Regions from separate parts of the Mus musculus genome. Here all the other regions are linked to region 7. Evidence: chromatin contacts called from public Hi-C and promoter capture Hi-C data. All regions are on one chromosome and are shown on one strand. The core of a region is the stretch at or near the end of the contact, and the rest is flanking DNA. Distances in the headings are between cores, read along the strand shown. Region 1 holds the start of Tmem104 (transmembrane protein 104). Region 2 holds the start of Tnrc6c (trinucleotide repeat containing 6C). Region 3 holds the start of Syngr2 (synaptogyrin 2). Region 4 holds the start of Cyth1 (cytohesin 1). Region 5 holds the start of Slc9a3r1 (solute carrier family 9 (sodium/hydrogen exchanger), member 3 regulator 1). Region 6 holds the start of Fdxr (ferredoxin reductase). Region 7 holds the start of Ubald2 (UBA-like domain containing 2).

The links. Promoter capture Hi-C pulls out the DNA fragments that hold promoters and counts their contacts. A called contact is a pair of places that touch in the nucleus more often than the background predicts.
Region 1: a contact with region 7 is called in a promoter capture Hi-C map of pre-B cells, with 5 times the contacts expected there. The contact joins the promoter of Tmem104 here to the promoter of Ubald2 in region 7.
Region 2: a contact with region 7 is called in a promoter capture Hi-C map of liver, with 4 times the contacts expected there. The contact joins the promoter of Tnrc6c here to the promoter of Ubald2 in region 7. A contact is called at or near these places in 1 of 39 promoter capture datasets (liver) and 2 of 115 datasets of contacts at active chromatin or transcription factors (embryonic stem cells and pancreatic cancer cells).
Region 3: a promoter capture Hi-C map of liver shows a contact between it and region 7, with 5 times the contacts expected there. The contact joins the promoter of Syngr2 here to the promoter of Ubald2 in region 7. A contact is called at or near these places in 2 of 39 promoter capture datasets (embryonic stem cells and liver), 1 of 484 Hi-C or Micro-C datasets (B cells) and 1 of 115 datasets of contacts at active chromatin or transcription factors (pancreatic cancer cells).
Region 4: a promoter capture Hi-C map of liver shows a contact between it and region 7, with 4 times the contacts expected there. The contact joins the promoter of Cyth1 here to the promoter of Ubald2 in region 7. A contact is called at or near these places in 2 of 39 promoter capture datasets (both in liver).
Region 5: a Hi-C map of CD8 T cells shows a contact between it and region 7, with 3 times the contacts expected there. The contact joins the promoter of Slc9a3r1 here to the promoter of Ubald2 in region 7. A contact is called at or near these places in 1 of 39 promoter capture datasets (pre-B cells) and 1 of 484 Hi-C or Micro-C datasets (CD8 T cells).
Region 6: a promoter capture Hi-C map of liver shows a contact between it and region 7, with 2.3 times the contacts expected there. The contact joins the promoter of Fdxr here to the promoter of Ubald2 in region 7. A contact is called at or near these places in 2 of 39 promoter capture datasets (liver and pre-B cells) and 1 of 115 datasets of contacts at active chromatin or transcription factors (pancreatic cancer cells).

Annotation. Positions count from the first base shown.
Region 1 is chr11:115,186,215-115,188,914 of GRCm38.p6, reverse strand. Tmem104 (transmembrane protein 104) reads right to left here and starts at 1,428. Exons shown (of 10, transcript NM_001033393.2): 1 at 1,317-1,428; 2 at 593-705. The coding sequence starts at 637. Nat9 (N-acetyltransferase 9 (GCN5-related, putative)) reads left to right here and starts at 1,516. Exons shown (of 7, transcript NM_025400.4): 1 at 1,516-1,796; 2 at 2,078-2,166. The coding sequence starts at 2,090.
Region 2 is chr11:117,652,931-117,655,940 of GRCm38.p6, reverse strand. Tnrc6c (trinucleotide repeat containing 6C) reads right to left here and starts at 1,652. Exons shown (of 22, transcript NM_198022.2): 1 at 1,255-1,652.
Region 3 is chr11:117,808,236-117,810,935 of GRCm38.p6, reverse strand. Syngr2 (synaptogyrin 2) reads right to left here and starts at 1,269. Exons shown (of 4, transcript NM_009304.2): 1 at 1,133-1,269. The coding sequence starts at 1,231.
Region 4 is chr11:118,247,183-118,249,953 of GRCm38.p6, reverse strand. Cyth1 (cytohesin 1) reads left to right here and starts at 1,396. Exons shown (of 14, transcript NM_011180.4): 1 at 1,396-1,515. The coding sequence starts at 1,494.
Region 5 is chr11:115,162,045-115,164,744 of GRCm38.p6, reverse strand. Slc9a3r1 (solute carrier family 9 (sodium/hydrogen exchanger), member 3 regulator 1) reads right to left here and starts at 1,404. Exons shown (of 6, transcript NM_012030.2): 1 at 794-1,404. The coding sequence starts at 1,219. Rab37 (RAB37, member RAS oncogene family) reads right to left here. Exons shown (of 9, transcript NM_021411.4): 9 at 2,505-2,700.
Region 6 is chr11:115,275,600-115,278,636 of GRCm38.p6, reverse strand. It overlaps Fdxr (ferredoxin reductase), which reads left to right and starts at 1,668. Exons shown (of 12, transcript NM_007997.1): 1 at 1,668-1,828; 2 at 2,455-2,558. The coding sequence starts at 1,750. Fads6 (fatty acid desaturase domain family, member 6) reads left to right here. Exons shown (of 6, transcript NM_178035.5): 6 at 1-10.
Region 7 is chr11:116,432,421-116,435,395 of GRCm38.p6, reverse strand. Ubald2 (UBA-like domain containing 2) reads right to left here and starts at 1,302. Exons shown (of 3, transcript NM_176902.3): 1 at 968-1,302; 2 at 775-837. The coding sequence starts at 1,087.

The sequences.
Region 1 (2,700 bases), core at 179-2,678, 1.2 Mb after region 7:
GAAGGAAGAAAGAGGCTGCTGACTACTGAGAGGAACACAACTCCATGGCGACAGCTGTTGGTGACTGCCCAGCTGACTGGCAGAACTGTGTGTCATCTGTGGGAGTCCTGAGATAGATATTATGGGAGACTAGCAAGTTAACTACTATTTGGCTTGATGCTCTCTGATAGGTGTCTAAAAGGAGAACTGGCCTGGAGAAACAGCTCAGCAGTTAAGAGTACCTGCTGCTCCTGCAGAGGACCCGAGTTCACTTCCAGCACTTACACTGAGCAGCATCCAACCATCGACAACTAACTCCAGGGCATCTGGTGCCCTCTTTTGGATTTGACAGGCATGCACATATCCATACGTAGACACATCATTTAAAATAAAAGCTTTAAAAAATTATAAACAAATGAGGAACGAGCCTGATATATAGAGTCTAGCTAAGACAGCTGAACCTGACTGGAGCTATGTGGAGTTTCCGTTGTGTTTTTCACCAGGGTCTATTTAAACCAGGGCCATAATTAGTATAGTCCACAGATAGCAGTGGGCTTCTCTAGAAACCAGGAGCATGGTGGTGAGCAGAACACATTTATGGAGAAGAACTCACATAAGGAGAATAGAGCTCTCCGGTCTCTGTGATCTCGCCTGCCATCTCCAGAGAGTGAGGAAGGGCTGGCCCAAGAGGTTACTTCTATGCAGTGGCAGCAGCAGCCGCAGCTCCTAAGACAAAAGAGTAGACTTTAGTTCTCTAACTGCAGAGATGAGACTGGGGGTGGGGGGTTTGCAGTCTGCCGCTTTCACCTGTAGCCCTTTTAACTCAGACACTTTGGTCTCCCTATCTGCCATGAGACAGCCTTGGTGGGACGCGGCTTCCTGGACCATGTCTTCTAACTTGATTTGCTATGCAAGGCACTTCTCGGTGCCTGGATGCTGCTCACACTCCAAGTGACTGAAGGGGCTTTCCGGGCCTCTAAGCCTCACTAACCATCACAGCCCCCTTTACCCTAAAGTGCTTACGTCCGTTTCATTATCTATGAGCTCACTACTACACAGGACAGCCCACACAGCTGTCTGCTTCTCCGCCCACAGCGGGAGTCAGCTTTTCCAAGGTCGCCCCTCCATCCTAACTCCTTGTCCCAAAGCCTCTTCTTTTAAATGGGGCCTCGCGCACCGACACCTGCCTTTTGCTTTGCCTTAGGGTTTCCCACCCTTAAGCCTCCCCTCTCTTCTCCAGAGCCGGTCCCTCAGTCTCCCCTTCCCCTCCCTTCCAGGTGAAACTCTAAAATTCACATCCATCTTCACCCTGTCCTGCCCTCCTGCCCGTCCCAGACCTGCAGCACAGCTAGCTTCCAGGCACAGTGGCCACCGCCTCCAGCTCTGCAGCTGCCACCCGGCACCAGCGGCCCCGCACCAGCGCCCGCTACGCGCACGCGCACGCTTCCCAGTCCCCCGTCCAAGCGAGCGCGTGGGGAGGGGCGCAGTGCGTTGATTGGATGCCTCGCGGGGGCGGGGCCGGGATTGGGCTTTGCGGCTGCCGTCTGCCTGGCGGAAGCGGACAGCAAGCCCCTCTACGCGCATGCGGAAAGCCTGTTTCTCCGGGACAGACGCTGACGCCTGTCGTTGGGGACGCCTTCCTCGGCAGGGGGTGGTTGTGAGCTTTGCAGTTTGCAAACTACAGCGCTTAGACGGCCGAGGAACCACGCAAAGGGCTGAGGCCTGAGAACTTTGAGTGGGGCTTGGGGACAGGAAAACGGAAGGGCCAGAGCCGAGTGACGTGGACTCTGGACGCTGGAGGCTAGGGTTGGAAACAGGTTAAAAAAAGGATTAACAGGTCATTTGGGGGTGGACGGGCATGTTGTGTAGGAATGGGCTGGAAACCGAGCCAGAACTTGGCCCCTGGGTGAGAGCCCAGATGTATTGACCACTTCGGCTCTTTCTCTTACAAGAGTTTTAGAATCCCCGTTCTTTCACGTAGTTGTGAGGGGAAGGCAGGACGCTCTTCTGTCAACATAGCTCCACTGCTACAGAAAGAGTTCCACCCTGCGTGGGAAGACACTATGGGGGCTCTGAAGTCTTTAACTCTCCCCACTAGTAGGCAGCTACAATGAAGCTGAATCAGAACACCATGCTAGTGGGCAAGAAGGTGGTCCTGGTACCCTACACCTCCGAGCATGTGCCCAGGTAACTAACTCATTACCCGACTGGTTGTAGCGTGGAGGGCAATTGGAAACAGGGTGCCTTAATCTAGGAGCCTGTCTTGTTTAACAAACGTCACTTGTGTGGTGCTGTACACCTTTGATTCTGGCCCAACACTTGGGAGACAGAGGCAGGTCCATCTCTTCCGTGAGATTGAGGCTAGCCTGGGCAATATAATAAGTTCCAGGCCAGCTAGGGATACTTAATGAGACTGTGACTCAAAGTGGGGGGTTGGGGGTGGGAATTACATGCAGGAGGAATAAAGCTGAAGTGGAGGGCTCATTTTTCATTTATTTTCCTTGTCATCCATCTCTCTGCTTTCTTTTTGGCTTTTCAATGAGGGATTACATCATCTAGATGTGTGTGTAACAAAAAAACAAAGCCATGTCTTCTTCCCTCGTTCTAAATTACTTATGGCGTTCCCTGGTATCCTCTGGAGACTTAACGTGTGCTTGTCCCAGATGTTGAATTCATTATTTTGATGCCTACTGTTTAAAGGCCAGAAGTGAGATTCAGGGA
Region 2 (3,010 bases), core at 403-2,902, 1.2 Mb before region 7:
GGTCCACATCTGCAGGTTTTAACTGCTACGGAAGCATTCGCTACATCTCACCTACTTGGCGAAGCCGCGGACCAAGCTACCCTAAAAAAGCAGAGACGGCGTCGGGGCGCTCGGGTTTCCTTATCTGTTAACCCGGTCGAGGTAGCTGCATTGGCGGCGGTGGCGGTGCGTCTTCCTAGCACGCAAGCACTCCGCAATCCGTTTGCAACACCGTTACAAATAAATCCACCTCATTTCACAACTGTAGGGGGCCCTCGGGGTCGCCCATGGCTCACCAAACAACGCCACACTGCGGATCGGTGTATGCCACCCTTTGGGAACGCACGGTCTGCAGGGGACCATGCAAGGGGAGCGGGTATCATCCACCACTGCATTAGTTTTAAGAGAACGAGAGAGCGAGCGCGGGGGTTGGGGGGAACGGCTAAGTGTCCGACCCCTGGGTCCCCATCCCGATGTCGCACGCCCGGCCAGGAGCTCGCAGTCCGTGCCTCTCCTCCGCCCGTCAACCCCGGCCGGCGCCGCACGCGGGTAGCTCGGGGCCGCCGCGCTCCGGCTCGGCCGAACAAAGGGCCCGAAGACCTCCGGGCGCTGCGGCGGTGGCGCTCTCACCTGGGCTCCGTCCCCGGCGGCGGCTCCGCGGGGCTCCGGCGGCGCGGGCCTGGCGGTGGAGAGGTCGCTCTCGGCCGCCCGGGGCCCTCGGGGGCGCTCCGGCGGCGGGGGCCCGCTCAGTGCCGGCGCCGCAGGATCGAGTCCGGGCGCGGGCGGCGGGTGGGCGGCGGCACGTCCCGGCAGGTCCAGGTCCAGTGCCCGCGACGCCGCGACGCGCCCTGCTCCTAAGTCTCGGCGGGCCGCGGCTCGGACGCAGCCCGGGTCTGAGGCGGGGACGGCGATGGGCGGCTGGGCGCGGGGCCGCTCCGCTCCCTCCGCCTCAGGCTCCGGCTCGAGCGGGCCCGCGGCGGCGGCGGCGGGAGCGCGACGGCGCGAGGACCGCCTGTCACGGGGGCGGCCGGGGTGACCCGGCGGCTCTCAGGGCTGCACGGCGACGCGGACGGCGACGGCGGCTGCGGCTCCCGGGGCCGTCGCGCTGAGGTGCGGAGCTGCCACCGCGGCCATCTTGTTGCTCTAACTGACAAGAACCCCCCTCCCCCCGCTCCAGCCAGACGCGGCGCTCGCGCCCCCGGCCCCGCCCCGCGTGGGCCTCCAACAGGAAGTCGTACCGGCCCCCGGCACGTGACTCCCACCGCATCTGCATACCGGAGGGCGGAATGGCCAATCAGCGCCCTGATCCTGAGCTCCGCCTCCAGGCAGTGCTCCCGATCCCATTGGTTCGTCACGAAAAGACCACGCCTCCTCCTTCTCCCCTAATACCCGCCCGCGCTGTGGTCGTCCAGACCGCGCGTGGAGCGCGCGGGGGTGCGAGCTGCGCGTTCTTCACGCGCCTCGGACGCGCGCCTTTCCTCGGAGCTGACGCTCCTTCCCGGTCAATGCGGAGAGCCGTGCGGAATTCTCCCGTGGCCGCTTGCCTTCACGCTTTTGGGCACTGTGACTCCGCGTTAGCTTGCGCACCAAAGGGCCGCAGATTCAGTTCTGCGTAGCCGCCTCCGTTCTCCGGTTCTGCGCCCCGCCGTATCCCGGGTTTGCGCAGCGTTTTCGCCCGGCGGCGCTGGCCCTCTGCGCAGCGGCGCCCTGAACCTGGCGCACGCACTGGCGCGCCTCCGGCCCGTGCCGTGCACACGCCCTGTACCTCCCTACGGTGCACACTCGTACGTGCGCGGGACGCGGCCTAGAAGCTCGCTGCGCGCTCCTCGCGGCATCCTCTTGGCCCCCTCCTTCGCTCAGAGGCTCCCCGGGGATTGCTCTGACGCGAGCCAAACAATCCCGGCTGCAAAGCAGCCCCCTGGGGAGGCCTGCTTTCCCCGCAGCTACTCCACCCTACAGCGAACGCAACCTGCCCACCCCAAGCCCTGGGCTGAGACTACACACCCCGCATTTTCTTCCTGGCTCTGGGAAGCCCGCGGTGGTCCTCCATTCTTTGGCTCCTCCTTGGTATACATATACGTAATAATCTGGTGGGTAAGGTCCGAAGCACTGTGCGCTCCGTAGAGTCCCTTTCAAGTTTCTGTTCAAGCCACGGGAAGATTTTGAAAGCTCATATTTTTCTCCACAGAGGGTGATGGAAGGAGCCTAATTCCTCTCCACCACCACTCCCGACCCTGATGTTCTGGTAGATCCGCGATGCTTCTGAAAGTTGTCAGTGCTGTAAGAGGCCATTCCCTGTCTATGTGTTCCCGTCTGGAAGAAGAGACAACGCTCTAGTAGTACCTTCGAGATGCAGTTTTGCTGCCGCCAGTGTCATGTTTTGAAATGTTTGTGGAGAAAAGGGACACAACAGACTTGCTGCTCTCGTTTCCCTTCAGGGTCCCGTGAGCTCTGTACACTCCTTTCTTTCTATTATATTTTAAGCCTTCTGGTCGTCAGATTTACTTACTCTCCGAAGTCGGCTTCAAACGTCTGTTGTGTATTTTTCATCCTGCAAACCCATATCCCCTAGAAAGATCTGATGGCAGATGTGGCTCTCACAGAGACTTCTGCCTTTTCTATTCAGCATTTTATTGACTTCAGTTTAATTCTTGACTGCTGAGAACCTGTATCTTTTGTGTCTCAAAAGTCCAGATATTATCACATGATCCAGGAAGGAGCACAAATAGCATCCTGCAGTTACACAGCATGCACTAGGTAGATTGCTAAATCCATGAGGAGCCCAGAGTCTGGGTGCAAACAACACTGTAAAACTTCAGTTATTGGAATATTGAACCAAAATGACGTCATTTAGCATTTGTCCTTGCCATTCATTGACTTTGTGACCATGACCTCTCCTCTCTTCCAGCTTTCTTTGTGATCGTCCCCTCCCCTCGAGCTTACTTAGCCTGGCACAATAAGGATCTCTTCCTACCTTAGATATCCTAACACCACTAGAAAAGGTGGGCTATATCTTTTGGAATGAAAATTA
Region 3 (2,700 bases), core at 20-2,519, 1.4 Mb before region 7:
CTACTAGTCTCCACCCCCACAACGGTTCCCCTCAGAGCAAGGTTCTTGGGGTGGTCAGATCCACAGCCAGACTCAGATCCCGCAGGAGCCAGGACAGAGGTGGGAAAGTCACCAGCAGAGACTGGCCAAAGTTTGGAAAGCAGCTCCTTTGGAATCGTCCTAGTCATTTCGCTTCCTCCCCACACCCTAAGGCCACCGCCAAGCCCACGTCAAGGCGGCAGATGCAACTGAGTCTGTGGGCACCTGGCTGCCTCCAGACTTGCAGGACCAGAGCGATCCTGCGGGGACGCTCTCAATAGGATTGTGGAACTGGCAGTCACAAGCCCCGCCCCCAGCTGTGGATGAAGCCGGAACTCCAGGACTGGGCGCGGAGTATGGGTCAGGGCTCCTGGCACTGCCATCCTGACTGACAGGGTACAACCCAGGACGGAGTCACTAGATTCCACCGCTAGGCTGGGAGATTCCGGGGAGCCAGGGCACCTCCAAGGCTCCAGGCCCAGACCCCCTGGGCGCAGTGGGGCCACCCTCAATCTGGCAGCTAAAGTCTCAGTTTTCAGTGTTTTCATCCCAAGGTATGGAAAGCTGCCCCCGCACGCCTGGTACAAGGGGGCTCGCCCCGCTTCTGGGAAGGGAGTGCATTTGGTGGGAAAGCAGACCTGTTGCTAGCCTCTGAGAGGGAAGGAAACTCTCCTTCAGAGTGCCAGGCCAATCCCCCTCCTCGCACCCCACGTGGCTGCAGAAAGTCCCTTCCAGGTGAATTCCCTAGGCTGGGAGCCGCGGCGTGCCGGCCACCTGCTGTGCCGTGCCCCTCTCCGGTCCCTCCCAATGCCAACAAGGCGACAGGCCTGCCTCCCCGGAGAACTTCGGGGACGTCCCGCACCAGAGCGGCCTGGACCAGTGGTCCAGGGTGCGGCGGGGCCCGGCCCGGAGTTGGGGAGACAAGGTCCGGAGTGGAACAGGCGACAAAACCCACGGGCTGGAGGGGACAGAGACGCGGAGGGGCACGGGGCCCCGCGCTCTCCGAAAGGCCCAGGACGCGCAGCCGCCGCCACCTGTCGCGCTCTGCGGCCCGCGGCCCCACGGGCCCTGGTAGCCAGGACGCCCGGCTCCGGGTCCTCGCTGGTGGACTCACCATGCTCACGAGGCGCGTCACCACCTGAGGCTGAGACAGGAAGCGCCGCAGGTCGAAGGAGCCGCCCGCGTTGGCCGCGCCATAGGCCCCGCTCTCCATGTCGCTTTCGCCACCGAGCCGCGGATGGCCGGGAACTAGCCGGATTGCCCCGCCCCGCCCACGGGGGCGGGTCCGGCCGCCGACAGGGCGGGGCCAACCGCCGGGAAGTAGCCCCTCCAAACTCGTGGAAGTTGGCAGCAAAACTTGGAGCTCGCAGGAGGCGCCAGGGTGCGGAAGGGGGAGGAAAAGCTCACCCCTGGGAAATATGTCCTACTGAGTTCATCCAGAAAGGATCAAAGAGTCCCCAAGAAGAGACATCCTAGGCGGCTCCCACTTTACTCTTACTTACACAGTGCCCTGGTGAAGGTCCTCTCCCATAAGCCCTCCAGACACCCAAATCCCACCAATCCAGAATCCAGGCTCGTAAATACCTGGATGTCACTTCACCATTCTGCTCCAGACCAAAGGACTGGGGCATAAGCTCTTGCCTAGCACATCAGAGGCCCCCAGTTCCAACCTCTGGACTACTGTAGTAATTAATAACTATGGCCCCCACAGTTCTGGCTACTCTTTGCTCTGGAGCTAAGCCTGAAAGCCAAAGGGCTCTGAAGGGCAGATTTCTAGACATCGTGATCACATGCTGCAAAGTACCTGGTGGCTGTTGTCTCAGGAAGAGAAAGAGGGCAGGAGAATAAGGAGTTCAAGACAACCCTGAGCTATCTGAGATCTAGTCTCAAGTACACACATACTGAGGATTGTAATTTTAAAAATTAAAACAAATGAGATCACTAGGTCATAGACTCCAGCTCCCCCTGTCCCCCAATAACATTTAGAAAGGGAACCTGATGCTTAATCGGAAGGGGTCGTGTGTCAACCCAGGGCTTCACCTTGGCCGCCAAGAGGCCTCCAGATATCCTTCTGTTGACAACACAAATTTGTTCCCAAGGAGACCATGGCTGTTGAGGGGTGTAGAGGGCTGAGAAGTGACACAGAATGGAGTCATGACAAGATGGCTTTACCACAGTCACTTCAATGGATAATGAATAATGAGACAGACTCACCTCAGTAATGAGGGGGGCTGGACAATAAGGAAACTGAGGCAGAAGCCTGCCCCACCAGAAGGGTCACCACTCGGGAGAAGACAGGAGTAGGCACAAGAGAGACTGGGCCTTCTAACAGTCTATCTGCGTCTATTTGCACCCTCCCCACACTAACAGAGCCTGTGACAAGCCGCTGGTAGGTGAGCCCAGGGCTACCTCCTAAAATCTGTTCATACACGCCATGAGTGTTTGATGAAGGAGAACTGGCTGTCAGGACTTTCCTACAAAGCCTCCCTTTCTCTCTCTCTCTCTCTCTCTCTCTCTTTCTCTCTCTCTCTCTCTCTCTCTCTCTCTCTCTCTCTCTCTCTCTCTCTCTCTCTTTCCTACACAGAGAAACTCTATCTCAAAAAACCAAAACCAAAACCAACCTTTTGCCATTACATCATTACATGTAATTGGTTTGTGCCTGGGGTGGGTGGGTAGAGCACA
Region 4 (2,771 bases), core at 147-2,646, 1.8 Mb before region 7:
GCACACTGGGGAATTTAAATTTATTTAAGTTGTACAGAGATTTTGAGCAATTACAGACTAAGGCTGTTGGCCATGGGGGAGAAAGGATTGCTGCAGCCCATCCAGCGAAGAGAAGGACCCACAAGGAAAGACCTGACTCTCCTTCCTCCCCATGTGGTTGGCCTGGCCCCTTCATGCCCTGCAGAAGCCCAGAGATTCCCACAACCCTCTACAGGCAGTGATTTGCAGAGAGAGGGAGCTGTGGGGGTAGAAGGCTGGTTCTGGGGCTGCATGGGGGATTTCAAGTCTTTGTTTCAATCAGGAAGACCCGTCCCAAAACTTCCCAGTGTCTCTTTTGCTGTATTTGTAGGTTTTTGTTTTGTTTTGTTTTGTTTTGTTTTTGAGGTGGAGTTTCACTATATTGTCCTCCTGCCTCAGTTTCCTGGGACGCTAGACTAACAACAGGTATGCCACAGGCAAGCACCACTACCCCAGGCCTTTCTGGGGTAAGAAGGGTTTGTGCATGCTGTGGTGGAGGACATCCTGGACAGGGACCTACCACCCAGAGATGCCCCAGCCCATATAAGACCCTCTGAGTCTGGGAATTAGTTTTCTCCTTTCCCCTGGTCTCTGGGATGCAATCTAGGGTCTCTCACATTGCTAGGCAAGTGCTCTGTCATTGAGCTGCAATGCACTCCCTGCTGGTCACTTGGCTAGAGTTCACAGGACAGGGTGTTCCCTAAGGGCCTTTTCAGATCATTGGTTGGTGCTTCCACTGATTAATTCTGCAGAGACCTCCTACCGCATAAATGCTCTCACCTCCACAGAAGCAGCCCCTGGCCACAACTGCAAAGGGGGATCAACCGGTCCTCCCGAAGAAAGCAGCAGAGCCTGTAAATTGAGGCTACTAATTTGGAAGTTATGTCCTCCTGTGCAACTTGGCGCCGGTAGGAAGTATAAGTAACGAACACAGATGAGTTTAGGTAATTTCCTCCTCGACGTGTTGGTGTCCGAGGCGGATACAGCTAGGGCCACCTTACCCTTCGGGTTATACCCGTGACCTTGAGTATGTTTAACCAGCCGAGTGGCTGGACGCTGGCCCTGGCTAGTAAACCACGCCCGCGGCCTACGCACGCTTGTGAAACTTGAAACCCGAAACTGCCCTGCCCCGAGGAGAGGGGGCGGTACCTAAGGAGAGAGGGCGTGACTTGGGGGCGGAGTCATAGATAGGCAGAGCCTAGGTGCCGCGCTTGCGTAAACGCAAACTAAAGAGGTCCTCAAGGGGACGGGGCCTAGAGGGCGTTCACGCACGCGCGTTTTGGCTGTGGGCGGGACCTTGTGCCGGGGGCGGTGCCTCGGGCGGCGCGTGCGCAGGCGCGTGCTGGGCAGTGCGGGCGCGGTGCGGGGGGCGGGGCTCCGCGGCTCGGAGCTGGCCTGTGGCGAGCTGGTGTCTGGCAGGACGCGGGCTGCGGGAGGTCAGTGGCGGTCGCGGGCCGGAGCCGGTCGCCAGCACCATGGAGGACGATGACAGCTATGGTGAGTGGGGCCGGTCCGCTGCCCCTTCGTGAGCTTCCGCCTGCGCCGGTGTCCCTGGGACGGGACGCGGAGCGCCGGGTGGCGGCAGTGCGAGGGCCCGGGGGTGACTGCCCAGACGCTCGAGGGCCTGAGGGTCGCCGGGGCTGAGGGTCGCCTGGACCTTTGGGTCGCCGTGAACTGAGAGTCACCCGGGCCTGAGGGTCGCTGGGAACTGAGTGTCACTCGAGCCTGAGGGTTGCCGGGGCTGTGGGTCACCCAGGCCTGGAGGGTCACGGCAGGGGTCGCCCGAACCTGAGGGCGCCGACGGAGACGGGTGTAAAACCGGGAATTGCTTTCGGGCTCCAGGACCGAGGTTACTCGGGCCTGGGGGTCGCTGGGGCTGAGGTTTGCGAGTCTAGGGGCCCCGGAAGGGGAGTCGCCGGGGTTAGAGGGTCTCCGCGGCGGGGGTTAACCGGAGCGCTGAGGGTCATGAGGATGCTGAGGAGCCCCGGGGTGCCGAGGGGAGTCAGGGCCAGGTGACCGGGGTCGTAGTCTTTAAGACGAGTCGCCTGCTGCTTGTCACCGGGGTGGCAGACGCCGCGAGCGGCCGCGGGACTAACACGCCCGGCCGGCCTGTGTTCCCTAGTAGTTTCCGGCTCTCAGGGGTGTTAGAAGTTATGTGCCCCATCCAGCTCTTTGTTCTGAGATGAACACAAGTGGCCTGACCGGGGCCTCTGAGCCGGGGACGTCGGTCAGGTTCGTGCTACCGTCGCATTGTGAATTAGCTCCTGGTCCCCTGGTCTGTCAGTCAGGGCCTGACCACACCGGGCAAGGGGATCAAGTTTGAGCTGTTGCCTGAAGGTAGCCGGGTAATGACACCAGTCCACATCCTCCACCAGGGCAGAAGCGATTTAGACTCTCCTGGCTAACCTTGCTGCTTGTTGGCGAACAGCCAGGGCTCTGGTCCCTCCGAGGGTGTGCAGTCTCTGGAGTTGTAGAAGGTTATTTGAAATGCTTTACGTGGTTGTTAGCATTGTTTCCAGGAGGAATGGAAGAAGGAATGGCAGGTAGGGCGAGTGGTGACCTTTTACTGGTTTGGCAGGGAAGTATGGCTCAGGAACTTAACAAGCTTATACGGCTTAGTGGAGCCAAACTCCGGTGTGTTGCCTCACAGGTAACTTTGCCTCCTCACACTCTGGTGAGGAATATTAAAGTACCAAGAGGGAAGAGTGTTAGGGCTTTGCAGGGGAGCCCTTAGAGAACCCTGACCCGGTGAA
Region 5 (2,700 bases), core at 155-2,654, 1.3 Mb after region 7:
GTTCCTGCTCCCTCCCCCACCCATCTTTCTCCTTTTCCTCCTCTTCTAAGGTCCTCCCACCAGGCTCCCAGATACCAGCTAGCGAGCGCTTACTCCTCACATTCCAGAGGACCATAAATCCTCCGGGGTGGCAGAGCCACCACCCCCAAGACGCTTCTGCACCTCCTCCCGGCACCCCACCCCCACCCCTAGCTCCGAGACGTTGAGACTTCCTCTCTTTCTTAGAAGTCACTTTAGTCTTGAGAAGGATGAAGTCCAACCGGTGTGAGTTAATGATGCACAAACTAGAGGACCCAGGATGTGGGTAGGGCTGAAGGGGTCCTCCCAGGGACCCTTAGTTATTCAGCCTTTAAGCCACTTTGAGCTACCATCCACAGGGACTGAAGAGAAGAGAGTAGAAAGAGGGAGGGAGGGAGGGAGATGCGGGGGGTGGTGGGGAGAGCTCTTAGCTTAGCTGTAGGCAAGGATAACCCAGGAATGAGTCCGGGTTGTGGGGCGGAATCCAAGGAATGGGAGCAGAGAAGGGGACTGGGTTTCTTTGCGCCGTCTTCGCAAAGTTCAAGCAGTCAGGAGATGCAGGCGGCAAAGGAGCTCCGCTCCCCAGCCAGCCCGGACAGGGCGGTGGGGTCGCTGGTCGCACTCCGAAGCTCGCCTTAGAAACTGCGAAGGCTCCGGGACAGAGGGCAGAAGCCGTTTCCTCCTCGCTGCTCGAGTTTCAGAAAGTGCTTGGAAGTCCGGGGTGCCCGAGTCTCTCTAGAATCCTAGTCCTACACCAAGCCCAACCCGCACTTACCAAGTGGCTCTTTTCGGCCTCATTCTGGTCCCCAGCCTCATGAGTGTCGGCGGCCGCTGGAGGCTCGGCTTGTTCGGACTTCTCCTGGGGGCGCAGCAGCTCTTCCCGGATCGAGACGCCCAGCTTCTTGAGACGCTCGTCGGTCTCCGGGTCGACCACCAGCAGGCGCACGGCGTTCAGCGCTGCGCGGATGCGGCTCACCACCTGCTGATGCGTCTCCTTCTCCACATTCTCACCGTTCACCTCCACCAATCGGTCTCCAGCCAACAACCCCGACTTCTCGGCCGGCGAGCCAGGTTCTACCAGACGGATAAACTGGCCCACCTTGCCCTTCTCCCCGTGCAGGTGGAAGCCGTAGCCATTTGGACCCTTCTCCAGGCAGCAGAGCCGGGGCAGAGGCTCCCCGGCCGCTGCGTCCGCGCTCATCTTGTTCTGCGAAGGCTCAGCGCGGGTGCCGTCGGAGGCCGGGGACTCACGACCTTTCTCCCCGAGCCGCAGAGCTCGAGTTGGGAGCTGAGCACCGCACGGGGCACAGGGAACAGGTGTCCCGGGAACCGCGGTTGCGAACGCACAGGAAGGGAGCCGGCCAATCCCCGCCCTGCGCGGCGTCTGAGCGTTCCAGAACCCGCCCCAGCTCCTAAACCCGAGGGCGGGGCCGCGCGGTGGGTGTGGATCACAGTAGACCAATCAGAAATCACGAACCGGGCTCTTGCGCCAGGGTGAACAAATCTAACCAATCAGGAGAGTGGGGCGTGGCCTGCACTCGGCGCGGCACCCCGCAGCGGGAGAAGAAAAGAGAGCCCAGGAAGTGGAAGTGTTTGTTACCAAGTGCGGAGTTGGGCTGATCGGGCGGGGCCGAGGCCGGGGCTGGGGCGGGGTTCCAGGTACTGAGCCCAGAGGCCCCACGGGCTCCGCTCTGGTTTCCACGTTGTGGAGGGGGATTTAGAAGAGCTAGTCTCTGGGTAAAGGATTCTCAACGCTTTAACCGCCTTGAGCCAAAGCCTGTTGCATAGCTTGGCCCGAGAGAGGGGAGCGACAGTTGCTGGGGAAACCACCCCATGCTCCCCCACACTCACTCCTCCCCCTCCCCAGAGCCAACTTAAGAACCGGACGGATGTCTTCTGTAACACAGTAACACTGTAACAGGGTAACTGTAACAGAATAACTCCGGAGTAGAGTTGTTTAAATAACAAAGTTTCTTCTTGTGGAGCCGCCCCTCTATCCCTGGACATGCATATAGACAGAGGTTTGGGCTCTGATCCCTTCTAGAAACTTGTAGGGCTTGGTAGAGACTGAGGCTCCTTGCAGCCCACCTGGAAGACAGGCTGTCTGAGAACAGATAAATGAATAATAAATAAAGGGCTTAGTTTTGGCAGTAGCCTTTAGCCACGGAGAGAGGGCGGGTGAGACAGCTAGGTAGTCAATCTCAGGATTCACTTCAGAGGGAATGGAAGACTGGCTTTGTTCAACAGAAAAATGACTTGGATTGTGAGATAAGCATTCCAGCTCCCTCTTGCCAGCGCAGATGTGGCCACAGAGGCTGGGGGTGGGGGAGGGTAGTCAGTTAAGGGTAAGTTGAACCTATGAGGACGCCAATGGGTGAAGATGGAATGATTCGGACATTGGGTAACAGTTTCCCACAACGTGCCACGTAACAAACTCTCTAACACGATCCTCCTTCTGGGAATAAACAGAGGGGGAAAAACCGGTCAGAGTATATTTTCCAAAATACTGCAATTTAATTCTGGAAAAACAGAAATGCCAGAGGCCCAGAGCTATGTATGTGACTAGAGCTCCAGCAATCAGCTCAGAGCCCCAGAAGAGAACCCGGAGCCCAGGCTCCTCCCTGATCTTCCTATGAGAGGTCACAGAGAGTTTCCTTATCAACCCAAGTTTAGAGTGCTGAC
Region 6 (3,037 bases), core at 419-2,918, 1.2 Mb after region 7:
CCTTCATTTTTGTTGTTGTTCTTTTGTCTTCTCTCTGTAGACCAGGCTGGCTTCGAACTCACAGTTCTGCCCTCCTCTGCCTCCCCAGTGCCACCGCAGCATGGCTAAAAACATTCTTAAAATAGTGTAAAAAATATGAAATACAAAACAGGGGAAACTTCTGGATTATTAAGCTCCTACACAAGGCTCCAGCAGACCAGCCTGAAAGTTGAAATGGACTGACTCAGCATGAAGTTCACCAAGCTGTCACCTAGCCGTTCATCTGGCCCAAGAATTCCAGATTACAGTCAGGTCAGTCAAGCCAGTTTCCATTGGTATGACCACGTTCCTACTGCCATTTCCCTCTCACAAAACAAGTGGCATACTGTTTTGTGAGATCAGGTGCCACTCTGTATACAGCCCAGGCTAGCTTTGTACCTGAATTATGGAATAGAAGATTCAGCTAGGGGCGGGGCGGGGCGGGGCGAGGCAGGGGGCAGTTAAAACGTAGAGCAATTTTGTAAGTCCCTGGGTTCAATCTTCAACAAGAATAAACAAGAATCAGATGTTGTGAGGATGACAGGTTAGTCTTCCAAGAAGGAGAAGGACTCTCAGAGAAGCACTGGGCTTGTCTGGTTAGAGGTGACAATGGGTCCTGCCCTTATTTTAATTATATTTTTTGTGGTGTAATCGAAACCAGGATCATGTGCACATTAAGCATTCACCCTTCTTCAGGTCCTGTTCTTGTGTAGAAAACATGTGTGGGTCGGCTGGAGGGTAAAGTTGCTTGCCCTCAGCCTTAAATGAGTCTGAAACCCAGGAATTCACGTAGAGGAGGGAACCAACTCCTATAAGCTGTCCTCTGACTACCACACACCACGCGAACGCTGTGGCAAGTGTACACCGGCCCCCATAAATAATGTAATAAAATATATAAATGTTAGAAAAAACTTTTAAAAGATATTGATTTTAGGCTTTGCATCAATTTTCTTTTAAAACATGGAATATGAATGATTTACCTTGACTACTGAGCTTTTGGGTGCCCCCTAAGGTACGGTCTCACCCTGATCCCTGTACTGTCGGACCAGGGTCGAAGGTCGGGCTCTGGTCTCAGTGCCAGAGGGGGAACTTCTTCGCGTGTTTCCTCCCCCATCGTGGGAAGAGGGTGACTAGAAATAAGCTCTTGAGAGTTTAACACTTGTCCTTCTCTGACACGCACAAGTAGCTGTTTGAGGCTACATCAGTTCAACATCCAGACTTAAAAATCGAGGAGTCAAGAATAGCGGATACACGAGACTTCCGGGCTCTGGCCTTCTGATTGGCTGATACAAAAATCACTCAAACAACGACAACGGGGCATTGCGTCATCAGCGAGCGGCAAGCTTTACATAAAGTAAGCTCCTTTCCAATTGGCTCCCTTCTTCAAGAGCAACTGAAACAGCATAGGGGATTCGCGTTTCTTCAAATCTAGACTTCCGGCATCTGGAGGTACTAGGAAGACCGGAGAAATTTGATAAGCTTTTGAGGATTGGACGTTCTGGGGGCGGGGCCTTGGCGAGATGGGGGCATGGTTCTCTTTGGGGGCGTGGTTATTTCGGAAATCTTGGTGAAGTCTCCAAGTTGATGTTTCTAAGCAAGCGGGAGGCGAGGCTTGGGGCGGGGCTCCAGTGATGGGCGGGTCCAGAGGAGCGTCCTCGGCGGGCTGCTGGACCTGCGCTCAGCACTAGAGTCATTGCTAGCTCTTCCGCTTGCTGGTTGCACTTCTCAGCCATGGCTCCTCGCTGCTGGCACTGGTGGCGCTGGTCCGCGTGGTCTGGGCTTCGGCCGTCTCCCTCCAGGAGCACTCCGAGTAGGAGCAGGGCTCTTGGGGGCTGCACCAGGGCGAGGGGAGGCCTGTGATCAAGAGCGGGGGTCCGAGCAGAGCTGAGGCGGGGCTGGAGAGGGGCAAAGCTGAACGTGTCTGCTCTTGCGGGAGAAATGGGAGTGATGGAGAGGGGAGGATCTGTGCAAAGAGATGTAAGGCGTCCTGGGTAAGACAGCTCAGTAAAGGCTAAAAGGATAGACCATGAGGTCTTTATGTGTGATACGAGGTGAACGGAGGTGACAGGCAAATTCGAGGTGAGGAGATGAGCAATAGAGTTCTGTGGGGGAAAGAAGGGCTAGAAAAAAGCAAAATAGAAACGTGATGGGCATATGAAGACATGAGATCACATAAGGAACCTCTCAAGAAAGATAGTGCTGTGCAGGACAGCTTGGGGGATAAGGGGGTCTGGGGCAGATTATTTGTTATTGTTCATGGGTGAGACATGGGGTTCTGGATAAAGACAGCTCTGGCATTCAGATGAAATGGTGAAGCTTTGAGGAACGGAAAAAGGAAGATGCAGGTGAGGGTGAAGGCAAGGTGCAACTGGACAGAATTGGTTTGGGGTGGTAGGAGGGTGTTGGTTTGACCCTGCTGTCCCCTGCTCTACCTAGCCCCAGGCTTCTGCCAGAAGTTCTCCACACAGGAGAAGACCCCTCAGATCTGTGTGGTCGGCAGTGGCCCAGCTGGCTTCTACACAGCCCAACACTTGTTAAAGGTAAGCGAGGCACTCCTTCCAGGCTCCCTTCTTACCATTCATTTCTTGTCCCAATTCTGGGGGTAGGCTCCAGCCCTTTGGTTTGTCTGACAAGGAAGGGGCTTTTGACTAATGTAAGCTGTGTTCTTTCTAACTGATTCCACAGGTATAGCTGAGGCGCCCTAGGTCCTCAGCTGTGAGAGACATGCATTTGTTCCATGGATGGTGGTTGGGGACAGATGGGCAGCTGTCTTCTGCTTTGTAGGGAAGTCTTTTTCAGTCTAATGGGATGGCTTTCGCCTCCCCTTATCTTTACGCTTCTTTATCTCCAGCATTTTATATTTCAAGGCAATCTTGTCTGCAGCTTTGCGCCCTCCCCACGACCATTCTCTTCCACAAAGGCCAAGGTCTCAAAGCTTTCAGTATTAGTCTTGCCAGACAGGGCCTCAAGGTTGCCAGATGTACTGGAAACTCTGTCTCAGACCTTAAAGCAAAAGAGG
Region 7 (2,975 bases), core at 53-2,552:
GGCCAGAGGGCAAAGGCTCTAGCCTGGAGCCAAGTTGGAAGAGGACAAATCCAGGCTCCAAGAACTATTTCCTGGACTGTTTTGTTTCTTAACATACTGAGATTAAAAGAAATTCTTGGCCTCACCTTAGGTATATAAATCTGTATATCCTCCATAAAGGTTATGTTCCCTGGAGGCTTTGGAAGGGCCAGCCTACCTTTGTGGGTAGAGTTGGACTTCCGGAGCCAGGGTGGATCTATCCCTCCCCTGCTTCCTGCAGCACTGGGTGGGTGGGTGGTGTGTGTGTGTGTGTGTGTGTGCACACGGCTGTGTTTGTTGCACCAAGACACAAATCCCTACCTCAGTCGTGTGTGTGTGTGTGTGTGTGTGTGTGTTTTGCATCAAGACACAAATCCCTCAGTCCCCCACCACCCCGAAGTCCCCAAAGGTCTGGTTATCCTCGAGCCCCTTCCCCATCCTCTGCTATCAGAATCGCAACATCCTGCTGGAAGCCGTCTTCCCTTCCTTCTACCCCCACCTCCCCAACACCAAGGCCCTTACACCCAGGGCACAGCGCCCAGCACAGGGCCTCAGGCCCCGATCCAGCGGCCTGGAGGCGGGTCCCAAAGTTGGGCGAGCCAGCGCCGGCCTGGGAGCGCTCTTTCCTGGAAGACATTTTGGCTCTTTGTTTACATTCGCGGCGCGCCGCTCCCCGGCAACATGGCTGTCACCGGCGCGGCTGACAGCGACCCTGCCGCACCGAGCGCCCCCTCCGCGGCCCTGGGGAACACTTACCATCTGCGGGTGGTGGTGGCTGTTGGGAATGTTGCTTTCTTGAAAGAACGTGCTTAGGGCGGTCTGCGGACAAAATACGGGACGCAGCGGCGTGAGCGAGGCCTGGCCGCCCCGGCCCCCCCCCCCCCCGCCGCGGCCCCCCTACGCGGCCCCCGGCTCCCACGCGCGCTCCCGACCCCGGCCCGGTGCACACCTCGAACTGCCAGTGCGCCGCTTGCAGCAGCTGCTGCGCCTGATCGGCCGCGCAGCCCGCGGCCAGCACGAACTGGTTGATCATGACCTGGTGCCGCAGCTCGTCCGTGTTCACCGACATGGCGCTGGGCGGCCGCCCCGGGCTCACGCTCGCAGCTCCGCCGCCGCCCGGCGAATGTTGTGGTTCGGCTCGCGCGGCCGCGCCGACGCCGCAAACAACAGCGCGGGGCGGGGCCGCCAGGCCCAACGTTCGGGGGCCGTGAGCCGACGCCGCTGATTGGCCCACGCGCAGCCCAGCCAGCCGCCGGCTCCCACACGGACGTTCGATTCGAATCCTGCGGCGGGCCCGGCCGCTCTGTTTCTCTCCTCGCCTGGCCGCGCCCATTGGCGGAGTCGGTGCCGCGGGGGCACCCCGGCATTGGCCAGCCTCCGTGTTTTGGCTCCTCCGAGTTGGTGGTTGGCTGGGGCCGCCATCGGGAGGCGGGGCGTGATGCGCTGATTGGCCTACCGTAGGCCTGTTTGAACTCAACTCGAAAACCCTGACCGCGTTCTGATTGGTGGAGGTCATCAGTGTTTGCTGTTGTAGGCGTGGGGGTGGTGCTGGCCAAGTTCATTCATTACTTCATTGAAACTGAACATGCTCAGCTGGAAAAGCAAGACGGAGTGGCTTTGACTCATTTCCTCTGAAAGATGTGGTCATCTCGAGAAACAGAACGATCAAAATAGAAAACACACAGAACCTTCGCAGCTACTCGACTCTCAAGAGTATTTAAATTTTTAAATAGCTTCTAAACAGTCTCTCTTAAAAAAAAAAGAAAAGAAAAAGAAAACTTTTGAAACATGGCAGACAGATCCTGGGTTCAATTTCTTAACACCACAAAACAAAACAAAACAAAACAACACAAAAGAACCAGGCGTAGTGACCACATGGTTTTAATTTCAGGGCTCAGTGGGAGGTAGAGGCATTCGGATAGCTCTGAGTTCGAGGCCAGTCTTGCCTACATGGTGAGTTAGTTCCAGGACAGCCAGCAGGGCTACATAGAGAAACTCTCCAAACACACACACACACACACACACACACACACACACACACACACACACACACACGGGGGTGGGGGGGAATAGCCAGTGCCAGGGCATGCTTTGCATAATCCAGCCTCGGGGTTTAAAAACCTTATGCTTTAAAAAAAAAAAAAAAAAAAAAAGTACCTGTTTTCAGCATGAAGACATTTTCTTTGTCATTATTCCCTGATCAAGAGGACATTGATACATCTATTCACATGAAACTTACATTGTATTGGGTATTAAAGTGACCTAAAGATGATTTAAGGTACACAAGATGGTGAAGTTGGCTGGTAGGAAAAAATGACACATGGTATAAGAGCCCCACTTATCCAAGGATTCTAGACCATGGGGAGCGGGCAGGAACTGTTTCCACCCTGATCTGGAGGATCGGATTGGGAATTTACTGTGAAGGCTCCTGTTTCAGGAAGACATATACTGTTTTTCATCAGAACTAATTACAGCGAAGGTTCTAACTAGTTAGGGTGTGCAGAACAGAAGGACAGAACAGAAGAAAGCAAACCTCACTTCTATTTCTTTGCCAGTGAAGGCAGAGGCAGTGAGAGTCGCTTTCCATGGTGTGGGTGTAAAACCAGACTGGGGTTGACAAACTTGGCAGCAAGCGCCTTTACTCACTGAACTCTTTTTATTTTACCTAAAAGGACTAAATGTTCTCTTTAAGAGAACTTGCCCGTTTTTTAGAAAGTATCTAGCTAAGAATAAGGTTACAACTGATGTTTGCACACCAATGAATGCACAGCTGGCTGGAGAGCTCTCCTAGCCTACCAGAAGCCCCGGCTACCTCCCCAGCTCCACAAGAAGAGAACAAAAAGCTTTGGGCGCAAGGATGAGTTAATCTTGTTTCTTTTGTCTTCTGTTTTGTTTGTTTGTTTTGAAGGGGTAGGAGTACTATAATTATCTTTAGATATCCCCAAAACGCCCACGGG